2 separate regions of the Columba livia genome follow, and region 1 is linked to region 2. Evidence: chromatin contacts called from public Hi-C data. All regions are on one chromosome and are shown on one strand. Each heading gives the region's core, a stretch centred on a gene start, on an enhancer-like site or on the middle of the called end of the contact. The rest is flanking DNA. Distances are from core to core; before and after follow the strand shown. Region 1 overlaps SEPTIN11 (septin 11). Region 2 holds the start of LOC102095140 (platelet factor 4).

The links. Hi-C and Micro-C count contacts between places; a contact is called where the count stands out from the background.
Region 1: a contact with region 2 is called in a Hi-C map of crop, with 2.6 times the contacts expected there. The contact joins the enhancer-like site here to the promoter of LOC102095140 in region 2. A contact is called at or near these places in 2 of 2 Hi-C or Micro-C datasets (crop and liver).

What each region holds. Positions count from the first base shown.
Region 1 is chr4:78,131,509-78,137,279 of bColLiv1.pat.W.v2, forward strand. SEPTIN11 (septin 11) reads right to left here. Exons shown (of 11, transcript XM_065062909.1): 4 at 2,385-2,580; 5 at 78-264. The coding sequence starts at 2,551. Among named protein-coding and RNA genes, the nearest start is that of SOWAHB, 34 kb to the right of the region's middle. Within about 2 kb of position 4,308, at least 1 of the 3 cell types and tissues checked has an H3K27ac peak away from gene starts, as active enhancers do.
Region 2 is chr4:78,039,889-78,045,292 of bColLiv1.pat.W.v2, forward strand. It overlaps LOC102095140 (platelet factor 4), which reads right to left and starts at 3,551. Exons shown (of 4, transcript XM_065062940.1): 1 at 2,686-3,551. The coding sequence starts at 2,821.

The DNA.
Region 1 (5,771 bases), core at 3,058-5,557, 92 kb after region 2:
GGTTTCTCTAAGCTCATGGCAAGATGATTAACACACTAGTAGGGCCATGTGAGGGTCATAACATAGGCAACAAGTACCTTACTGTCGAGTTTCTTCATGGTGACCAAGTCCAGGGACTTCAGCGAGTGGCCGGTTGGTGCAATGAAATACAGGCAGGCATGAATCCTAGTGTCGTGATAATTGAACAGGGATCGCTTGATCTTCAGCTCCTCTTGCAAGTAGGCTTCAAACTGCGCATCGATATATTCTACTATAGGCTTGTAGCTGAGGAGAGAGAAGACACGGCAGAGAGAAAACCAGGGTATTCACTGCTGGAACAACACAGGGCACTCGGCGGGTGCTCTGCACGTTATGGGGATAAATGGTGCTCCTGGGACCCTCCCTGCCCAGCCTACAGCCTCCCCTTAGCTAGCGTGTGTTTCCACTTGGTGCACAGCATGAGTATTATGGACACATTTGCAAGATAGAGCAGCAGAGACCCTGGACTTCAGGTGCATGGAAACCACACAAGGCTGCTACTCTGAACAATCATGTATTTTGCAGTCCCTGCATTGAAGTCTGAACTGCTGCTCTGCCCATGTCATTGAGAATCATCAGATACAATCCATTTTAACATGAAAATGCCACCTATCCTAGCTTCTTCAAAACCCCGTGATTTTAGAAGAGGGAAGAGAGATACACAATGGAATAAAAGGAACTCTGCAGGAATTGAAGCCTGTGAGCAAAGCACTTGCTACTTGGGAGGAGATGAGCATTCAGTGCATTACAACCTCCTTTCAGGTAGTTTTAGAGATGACAAGGTGTCCCCTGAGTCTCCTTTTCTCCAAGCTAAATACCACCAGTTCCACAGAATCATTTAGGTTGGAAAAGACCTTTAGGATTATGGTTTTGTTGAAGTGAAAATGCTGCTGTGGTGTAACATGTCCCGGTCTGATTAATTTTCTGTGCTTCTAGAATGAAACTTTTCAGTATCTTCAGCCCAAGGAAGCCCTCGAAGGAGAGCACGGAGATGAAGGCACTTCCACTGCCTTGACCACTGGACTCACAGCAGTATTAACAAGCTGTTGTGAGGAAGAAAAAGGCTGCCAGGAGTTGAAGTCCTCCAGAAACACCCTTCTGACAGGCAGCCAGCAAGGCTTGCTCTGGCCCCTCTGCTCCAGGTGCCAGTGCAGCTGTTGGAGCAGTTGCCCAAGACCATGGGTGAACTAGAGCAGACCAAGAGCTGCAGCCCACAAGTCAGTGCTGCGTGAGGGCCAAAGGCCCTGTCTCCAGCTGCCTGGGAGACAAGTCAAAGGGGCTTCCCCACCACAACAGACTCTTCGGGTCTGCCCAACGCTGCACATGCAAAGCAGCTCGGCACAACAAGCTGCACAGCATCCCCGCTCCGCACACCCGCTCCTCCTCTGAGCAGCTTTTGTTCTCACCCAGGAGCATATGGCAGCGTCTGACATGTAGCACATGTCCCTCTCATTTTTGGCTCTGTACCATTAGTTGGGAGCAGCAAAGTGGGGGCAACAGTTGCATTTTGGTGTCAGGTCAAGCAGCAAAGAAGCTTTGTGGAAATAAAGCACTGTAGAATATTTTTTTCAAGATCTGCAAGTTTTCCCCATGGAACAGGAAGCAGAACCTGCTCCATCTCCACACTAAAGCTGATCTTGGTGGAAACCTGGATTTTAAGCTTGCGTTTTCAAAGAGCTTTCACTGTCTGTGTATCTAGTGGCCCAATAGCTTCTGGTCAGCACACATGCTGCCAGCCATCGAGTCCTCTCTGGGCAAGGTACCGAGAGTTGTCAACAACCCTGCAGAGGGAGCTGGGATTACTGCAGTGAGGGAATGTATAGCTCTAAAATGTAGGAAACGCTTTAATTATGTTATTAGCCACTATCACAGAATGACTGGTTTTAACACTACAGCAAATGTCCATATGGATGGACACAAGGGATTGCATAGGCTGCCCAGAATATTTACTTCACATGCACTACATTAAAATCAGGGTGTAGGTATGAGGTTAAAGTAAAACCCATGTGGACTTGAACAGCGCAGGATGGTGTGAACAGGAATTATAATCCGAATTGCAGCTCGCTGAAAGCTGACAATGGCATTGCAATTCGAACTCATGCTTGCACATACATGCTTCAATTCAAGCAGAGACTTTCACTAGGCTGTACAGAGACACGGAGGGCAGAAATGCAATTTCAGTTGTGTCCTAGCTGATCTGTTTGATCTTTGGTTCGTCACTTCTACCTCTCTTGCGGGGTGAGAGATTTTAGCTGCCACACCTGGATCAGGAAACACCCCAGAAGCCACGGGGGACCTACCCCGCTCCCCGCACAGGATCGAGCCCTTCTGACAATGACTCCTTCTCCGGGCAGAAATAGGCTTACCTGTCATCTTTGTTAATTTGATCGCCAAATCCAACCGTGTCGACAATTGTCAGCTTCAGACGGACGTTACTCTCCTGGAGCTCATAACTCCTGGCTTTCAATCGCACGCCAGGCTCGTTGTGCGTCGCAGGCTCACTTTCAAACTTGGTATTGAACAGAGTGTCCATCAACGTTGACTTGCCGATGCCAGTTTCCCCTGCGCAGACAAAAGCAATGTTAGTAGGGCCTGATCCTTTTTCCTCATCTCATTCTCAGGCACGTTTGTCAGGCTAAGGAGTTATTCCACTTGAGCAGCAGTGCAATTAGGGTACTCATACACAATGCAGCAAAACAATGCCTGCAGGAACAGAGGCCTTTTGAGAGAATCCCCTTCTTGACCAATCTTTACTTGGCAGACTTTGGGAGGTGACAGGAGCAATAGTTTCCTTTGTGGGTCTCTGCAGACACACCCCATCAAAGCACCAGAGGCCAGGGATGTGGATCCACAGCGAGCCCCTGCTGGGGGAAAGCTGCTACCCGGACAGACATCATGATAAACCAAGCGCCTTCAGAGCTAAAAGCCATCGCCTGCAAGCAAAGAGCCTGGCTGCTCTGCTGGGAACGACACAGAGGTCTTTGTGTGCTGGGCTTTCATGAAAGACGTAGCATATGCGCAGGCAAGGACAGAGCAAAGGACATCAGAGATCACAGCACCACCGAGCTCAGGGACCTTTCATTACTTTGGGGAAGGAAAGGGAATAATTTTGCACACACAAAGAGGCACAAAGTCTTCTCCAGTAATAATACTGTTAACATATCCCATGGGAAAAGGAGGAATAGGAGAGGATGTGCTGAGTCTTATGAGATCCCTGAAGTGAAGTGACTAAGCTGGAGGAAGGAAGAAAAAAAAAAAGATGACAGTTTTAAGAACAGTTACTTGGACATTTGCCAAGTGAGCTCCCTACCCAGGGACAGAAAGGACTCCTGTGACCAACGGGCAACGCCTGCTGCTGGTAGCACCCAGAGACTGGACTTGTTACACTGGCAGGGCAAGAGACACAACCATTCCTTTCCCATGGAAGCACTCGCTTCCAGCAGCCTTCAGCTGCAGCCTGTGCTTACTACATTGGCACAACCTGACCCGTGGTACAGGCTCCCTCCTGTTTGATGGCCACATGCATTCAGGACAGCAAGCAGCTGTTCTTACACAAAAAAATACTTAATTCTCTTTTTAATAGCGTAGGTCAAGTCCTAGTTCAGATATGACTTTCTTTATAGAAGCAAACTGTTAATTCTCTCAACTCCGAGTTTGATTCCCAAGGAGCTAACTGATTCTCTCCAGGTTTTATGCTTGGATTTTTCCACCTCTGTTTCTTTTTCAAGAGAAACAAAAAACACATAAGGAAACTTGGGCAATGAAAATTCGAGACAGAGAAATACATAAAAAGCATTCTAAAAATCTAAACCAGCACACCGCTTAAATGCCAGCTTTTAAAACTATTACAGGTTGACTAATCCCCAGTGCAATTAGTAACGTGGATGAAAGCATTAGCCTAAATCCCATTTTTAAGTCAGCAGAGCTTGCTTTGCAGGGACACTCGAGTCGCTGTGGTTCCCGTGCTGGGAGCAGGAGGCGAGCTGAGGCCCCGTCCTCGGGCCACTCCGACACAGAGAAGCGGATCCAGGACAGACATCCTGCACCGCAGCGTGCAGCGCCGGCCTCGCGGCTCCGCCCGGTGAGGGGTCCCAGACCTGCCCCTCCCACACCCCACACAGAAGGGAATAATTGAAACGGAATGCAAAATAAATCAGGTGGGAGAAGGGAGCCTGCATCCGGGGCTGCCCTCAGGCATCTCTCTGGGCTGTACACAGCTCTCCCAGCAGCAAAGTCTCCCAAAACACAAACCCCCCACTTAGAAGACCCTCAGAGAGCCATATTGTGTCTGCAGAAACAAATCCCAGTGCTCAGCGACTGCCTGTTGCTCTGTGAGACTCGACAGTTCATTTTTCTGGCTTTGATCACTGATGCTCGGCTCTGGAAGGTCAGCGACTACCTACAAGCCCAGTAAAATAATCGAGCAGATATGCTTGTGGCAGCATTCCTACCCTGGGAAGCTGCAGGACATCAAGTAAGCTTTTAAAAAAGAACACACAAATGCAAGAGGAAGACGATAGAAAGTATACAGGACATGATAGTTCAAAATCTAAGCCCACACAGAGCAGAACCCACATGAGGAAGATCAGTCCTAAACTGATGGCACAGACTATTAATCTCTGCAGCTCCGTATCTGAGTGAGCTTCTGCGGCGAATGCCGCGCACGCTGTGCTGGACGGGCTTTGCAGCGTTTCACCCATGCACGCCCAATTAAAAGCCAACTTAGCAGTGTCAAAGCTCAAAAATAAGTTCTCTAAACAGAACTTACAAAGTTGTGTTTTCATCAAGGGAAAGATTCCTGTTCCTTAGACAACTGCACCAACTGGTGTGAAATTTTAATCTGGGGCTGAAAATGGTTGATCAGCACATTTTACAAGAGAAAAGAGTTGGACCAAATTGCTATGTTAATGGAGACATATCAAGTCATGTTAAGAAATGAATATTTACTGTAAGAGAAAAAGGCACCTGACACATGCCACTTTGATCAAAGAGCTGCCTGCCAATCGGGCACTCCCTGCTGAATTTGACACCATCTCCTGCTGCTAGAGTCATGGAGCGGCGGGTAGCTGCGGTGTGCAGAACCCTTCTCCTCATCTCCTCCTTTGGCACACAAAGCTATGGAGAGGAGTCTGGTTCGCTCACCGGATTTCTTCTCAGATGGCTCACCCTGCACTGCAGACAAATTCTCAGAAAGGCACAGCCAGAGGCTTGTGGGTTTTCCAGCTAACTAATGTAACTAATTAGAAGGGACAATACTCCCTTCTTAAGGGCTTAAATGAGCTATGGATGGAAAGATGCTGTTTACAGACTGCTCTGCCAAACTAACAGCAAAACCCACTGTTTTTGTCCATTTCCAGAACCACATTCTGGGGGCATGTTGGAGAGGTCCACCAATAGCTCAGAGCTGGCTTGGCACACAGCTCCCTGGGGCCGAGCAATGGATTTCCAATTGCTGGTAGCCTCCAAGTGCCAAGACAGGACATATTTCTCTATAGCTGAGTAGGAGTTCTGTCTCCATATTTCACCTCTGAAAAATTTGGGACACAATAACTCAGGCCATAAAACCAACTTGCAGCACCCATATTAAACACAGCAGACAACAGGTGACAGGCTTTGTTCCCAAGTACATCATTTGGAGACTAAAAATGGCACCGTTTCCAGCTGGAGAAACTAAGAATGTAACAAGACAGGCAGGCAAAGCCTGGAAGGGAAGGAACGCAGCTTTTTGAGAAACAGCCTCTGCGCTCGACTCG
Region 2 (5,404 bases), core at 2,301-4,800:
AACAGGTGACGGGAAAGGGGAAGGGAGGTAGGCAAGCTGTGTGTGGAACGGAGAAGAGAGCTCGTGCTTTTCAGCAGAGGGAAACTGGAGGTTTTACACATCTGAGCCCCCTCTGAAAGATGAGGATGGACAACCCATCACAGCATCTCCAGACACATGAACCAGGGATGGAGCCCTTGGTCTGTAACAACGAGTTGACTGAGGTGGGCAGAAGCCCAGTCCTGGTGTAAATGCCACGGAGACGCCGGCTCTCCTGCCCATCAGCGAGGACCCACCTGCTCTGCAAGCCAACACACGAGGATGGACAAGAGGCTACATCATAGAAACACAGGATGGTTCGTGTTGGAGGGACCTTCCCAGCTCCCCAGTGCCCCCCCTGCCATGAGCAGGGACATCTGCACCAGCTCAGGGTGCTCAGAGCCCCGTCCAGCCTGGCCTGGGATGTCTCAGGGATGGTTCATCTACCACCTCTCTGGGTACCCGGGCCAGGCTCTCACCACCCTCAGGGCAACAATTCCTTCCTCATGTCCAGCCTGAATGTTGGAGGCGCCTGTGGCAAGCAAAGCGATGCTGAACACGGAGCCTCTCAGCCATGCCCAAACTGCTTGGTTTATTTCACAAGAAAGCCAACTTTGAGCACAGCTTTCCTCTCCCCACGCTCACCCTGCGCTCCTGGCAGGAGAGATCCAAACTGGTTTTTACCAAAAGAAAATAAAAATAAAAAAAGAAAATTACCCCTCAAAGAAACCCCAAGTGCAGCGAACTGTCACCGCGCTGCGGTTCGCGGTTCAGCACCAAGGATGAAGGTGCCTCCTGCGGAAACCTGAGGGAGAGCTGCAGCCACACCTGTCCCAGCGCCCGCCAGTGCAGCTCTGCGTGAAAACGCAGGCAGAGGCGCCCAGGACCCCAGTACTGCGTTGGCTTCCCTCGTATCATACAAAAGCGCGTCTCAGCCATTTCATATGGCACCCGATTTCTAGGCCAGAGCTCCTTCCATGTCCTCCATCCCCTTGTGCCTCCAACAGCTCTCAAACATGTTCCCAAAAGCTTGTGTTCATTTACAGACATATGAAAAAAGCCTTCTTTAGCCCTTGTTTCTCCTGATGTCCCTTCTCCCTGTTGCGTTTTAATGAGAATATTTCATTTATACAGCTGGCCTTCCTTTCCTCCAGGCCTCCTGTTTTGGACTTGAGCTTCTCCAAGTGACACGGTAAACCCTACTTACCCTGCTGCACTGCGCCCAGTGGAAATCTTAAGGGCTTCAGCTAACACCTTTTCACACGCTTCTCAATGCGCCCCCTCAAAAATAAATACTACAGACATTGCAGAAGACTCAGACCATTCACATCACCATCATCCACAGGCTTTCACATCATGGTTTTGGGAGATAAAACCCAGCTTCTCCCATGCGCTTGGCCACCACGGCATGAGCCGCTGAGGTGGCCGCCCACATGAATTTGCACCCCCTTGGCTCCCAGGGGTGACGGAAGCACCTTCTGATGGGTTTTCAAGAACCACAGTAAGCTGGATACCCCAAGAAACGAACAAGTGCAAGGCCATCCATCAACCCTGTCCACAGCTCCTGCAGCCCTTGCATGTCTCAAAGATGCCTCTTCAACCGGTGCCTATTTCAGTTTGAAATCTGGTTTGATTGGGTGCCTAAAGCACAACAAACCAAAGCAAACACTAGCCCAAACTTGCATAAAGTGACACCGACACAAGGGTACAGCCAAGGGGAAGGGAACAAACGACTGGGACATGTGGGTCTCCAAGACCATGAGCTGGTGGTTGTCATCTCAGACACAGCTTCGTGGAGCCTTATTTGGACTCAGGTGCAAACCAGACAGCGCTTGCTGCGGCAGGCACCAGGTATACAAGTGACATTTCAACATGAGAGCACCAGAAATAGCCAAAGTCTAACTAAACCGGTCCAAAATTAGGTCATTCAAACCACCTATCAAGCTCACCATCACTCACTGTCTTTGAGACAAGGCTCAGGGACTTGCTGGTGGCGTGGCATGAGGACAAGATGTCACTGTTTTGCTCATTTTTGTTGGGGGCAGAGCGGTGTGATCACACCTGTGCTCTGCATACCTGCACCATGTGAAAAACCTGCTATGGGCATCTTTAAAAGCAAGGCTTAAGTCTGTGGTCTGCTTGAGGGCTAAAACTGGGGATACAGATGGTAAGAGGGAGGTATGTAAGAGAAAGGGTAAGGAAGAAGGAGAAAGGCTTGGAGCAAGATGAAAAGCTCAATCAGGGTAAGAGAAATGAAGGGAAACCTGTAAGAAATACAAATTCAATAGTCCTGCAGCGAGCGGGCGCTTTCTGCCGAGGGGAAAGCGTCGTACATGTTCAGCAGCAGGTCAGAGCACATCGCCCGGAGCGGGGACAGTTTCTGGGACACCCCGTCCACCCCGGACATGCAAATGGCCCCAAGCAAGGGCAGGATAAAAATCCCCGGGCTGCTGCGCTCATTTGCACTCGCTGCTAGAAAAGCACGCCGGAGAAATACCCCGGCACCCGACGCTTCTTTGCCTGGAGCTCTCAATTTTCTTCAAATAAGCGTTAACCTGGAATTTACCTAATGTGAAGCAGAGAAGCAGCGTTATTCCTCAAAGTTTCGATGGCAAAGCGAAAACAAAAGGAATACGCTAACGCAGGAACGAAACCCAAGGGCTTTACCAGAAAGCGGCGGTGTCGGCAACTCGGCTGTGGGTCTCAGCTCCTTCTCCACAAATTTGCATGTGGGTGCAAGCGAAGGAACCGGTCTAGACGCTGCAGGTGCCGCTGGGCGAGCATCACCGTTAGCCATTTGCATAGGAAATTCATGCGATGGCGAGGGCTAAACCTGCCCCGGCACAGGAGCAAGTCCACCATGAGTTAAAACGAAGTCAGGCTGCGACAGGGAACGAGGCAATAAATTGCAAGACGGGGTGTTATAAGCAAGATGTGCCCATCAACATGGCCTTGATGCTCTCATTGCATCCCCACAACAGAAAGAGGACGTTGTGACGCCAGTCAGAATGCTCCAGCGCTTAATGAGACTTAGGCAATGGTGTGAAAGAGAAGGTGGTAAATCTGAGCGGCGGGATTGCATCCCTCGCTCGTCCCGCAGCACGGCGGAGCCGGCGAGAGGCCAGGCATGGAGTGTGGGGCGGCAGCTCAGGGTTCAGCAATTGCACCGCAAGCTGGGTGACTGGAAAAGGGCATTGGACCCACAGGAGTGCTGAGGTATGGAAGGAGTCGCATGAGCTTGAATGCTTGTACCCAAGGAGAAAAAAGGTGCCAAAAATGCCACAAAGTCCAGAAATACAACAAAGATACCAATGTGCAAGCACATCTCCCCTCCGTGCCGAGGGGGCAGTCTCCTGAAGGCACGTTCTAGTTGCCTGAGCCGAATGACTCACAATTTGGATAACTTAGTTAGGCAAACATGACCACCAGACTCCCAAGGAGCTTTACAGCAAGGTGCCCTCTCCTCCTCCTCAGAGTCTGACATATCAATCAAGGCAGCCAGAGACTGGCATGTTTGTTTAAAGTGGTATTTTGGGGTTTTTCTTCCCCAAATATTAGCGGTTTCCATTTTAGTTGAGTATATAATTAAGCTGCCTCCACGCTATTTGGCTTGCAGAAAAACCCATGACTATTATTTCTGGCAGAGCTAAACATGGGCTTGTCCTATTTTGTCTTGGTTAAGTCAGAATATGGTAGCGCAGCTTTAGAAAAGTAGCATCTCTTGCTTTGTAGCTTGACACAAGCTTCCCCAACCACAGAAACACAGCCTCCCCAACGTCTAGTGGCTCATCTCTGCTTCACACGGGGACTCATGTCCCAAAAAATGTCACCCCTTCCCAGCCTATCTGCGTTTGATTGCCACAGTGCACACGACATTTGTCTCCGCTGTTTTCCACCTGTTCACAGTGGTATTTACAAATATTGTGCCCGCAGTAGCTTGACATTTCCAGCCTGACCAAGTGATGTTAAGTTTGTCCACCCTACTTGAAAATTCACCAGTCACGTACCAGGTCTGATCCCCGCTCAAAGCAAGGTCTCTCTGATGAGGTCCAGCCTAAATAAGTAACCCCAGGGTGACAGAAGTGAGTGGAAGGGTTTGGAAATCCCCATTGCCACAGGACCCGCTTGTCTAGGTGGGGTTTGCACACAGGGACCGTGACCTGGTGTGGTCACCTCTGGGATGAGCTGCCTGGAGGACGGGGCCAACAAAGCGGGGTGACCAGCTGAACGGACCACCCGACGAAGTGAAGAGGTGCAGAGATGCCACCAGGGCGTTAGACCTTGCGATGCACAGCTGCCCACACCAAGATCCGCTCTAAAGAGCTGCTATTAATTAAGTGACGCGTTCGACGGAGAAGGACATGCCCAGAACCCTCACGAGTGGGAACGTCCCGTGCCTGTGACATCTCAGTCACCGTGTGCCAGCCCCATTGACCATGCTGACAAGGGTGGCAGTGGCACACAGGCTTTCCCACACCACATCGCACCCAGCTACTGGGGGATGATGTTCTGGCTGGGGTCCCAACCCCAGTGCAGCACAACACAAGGCCCTTTGTACCCCAACATACCAGGAACAGACCCAAACTTGACCACCAGACTTGAGCTTACACCCAGAGCCGTTTTTTCATTAACATCCACTTAATGTTTCAACATCTTATCCTCTTTCTGCCACGTGTCTCCCCATCTCTTCTCCCTCAGCAAATACATTTTCCCCACATTTCACCCACAAGCCACCATAGGAGTAGTTATATTAAAAAGCCATGCCAAGAGCGACTGGTCTCTAGCAGCGTGTAGCAGTGCACATGGCACGGAGGGGAAATCCAGCTCTCCACCAAGAAGGAACCATATCACTGCAATATGAATGTCTCGTGGGGAGGTGAGGAGCCCTCCCACCCCCTGGAAAGCCCCTTCTCAACCCTTTTGTTCGGACCCAGCAGCCCTGAATCAGCACTTGGGGCTCCAAAGCCCTGTGACGGTGATGAGCCACCCGGAGAAGGAGAAGCCCAACTTCTGCAAGGATGTAAATCTCAACAGCAAAGAGAATCGATACTGAAAGGGGCTGTCTCACAGCTGAAATAATCCAACGTCCTCTCAGGTTTGGGAGGAATGAAAGGAAAGCGCTGGCCAAGCTCACGAGCCGCGCTGGGGGCCTGGAGGTCGGCTACATGCCGGGTGGAAAGCGGGGGCAGGTGAAGGGCAGTGCACAGGGAGAGAAGAAAGGCTTTGGGACTCACTGGAAAGTGAAACCAAGCAGCACAAACCCATAGAAACCACCAGATCTGCTTTGATCTTTCCTCAGCTTCCATCTCAGTTATCGCTATGAAATGCACCCGGGAAACTGATAAGGTCCTAAACAGTCCATCTGTCCAGGGCACAGCCTTGGGTT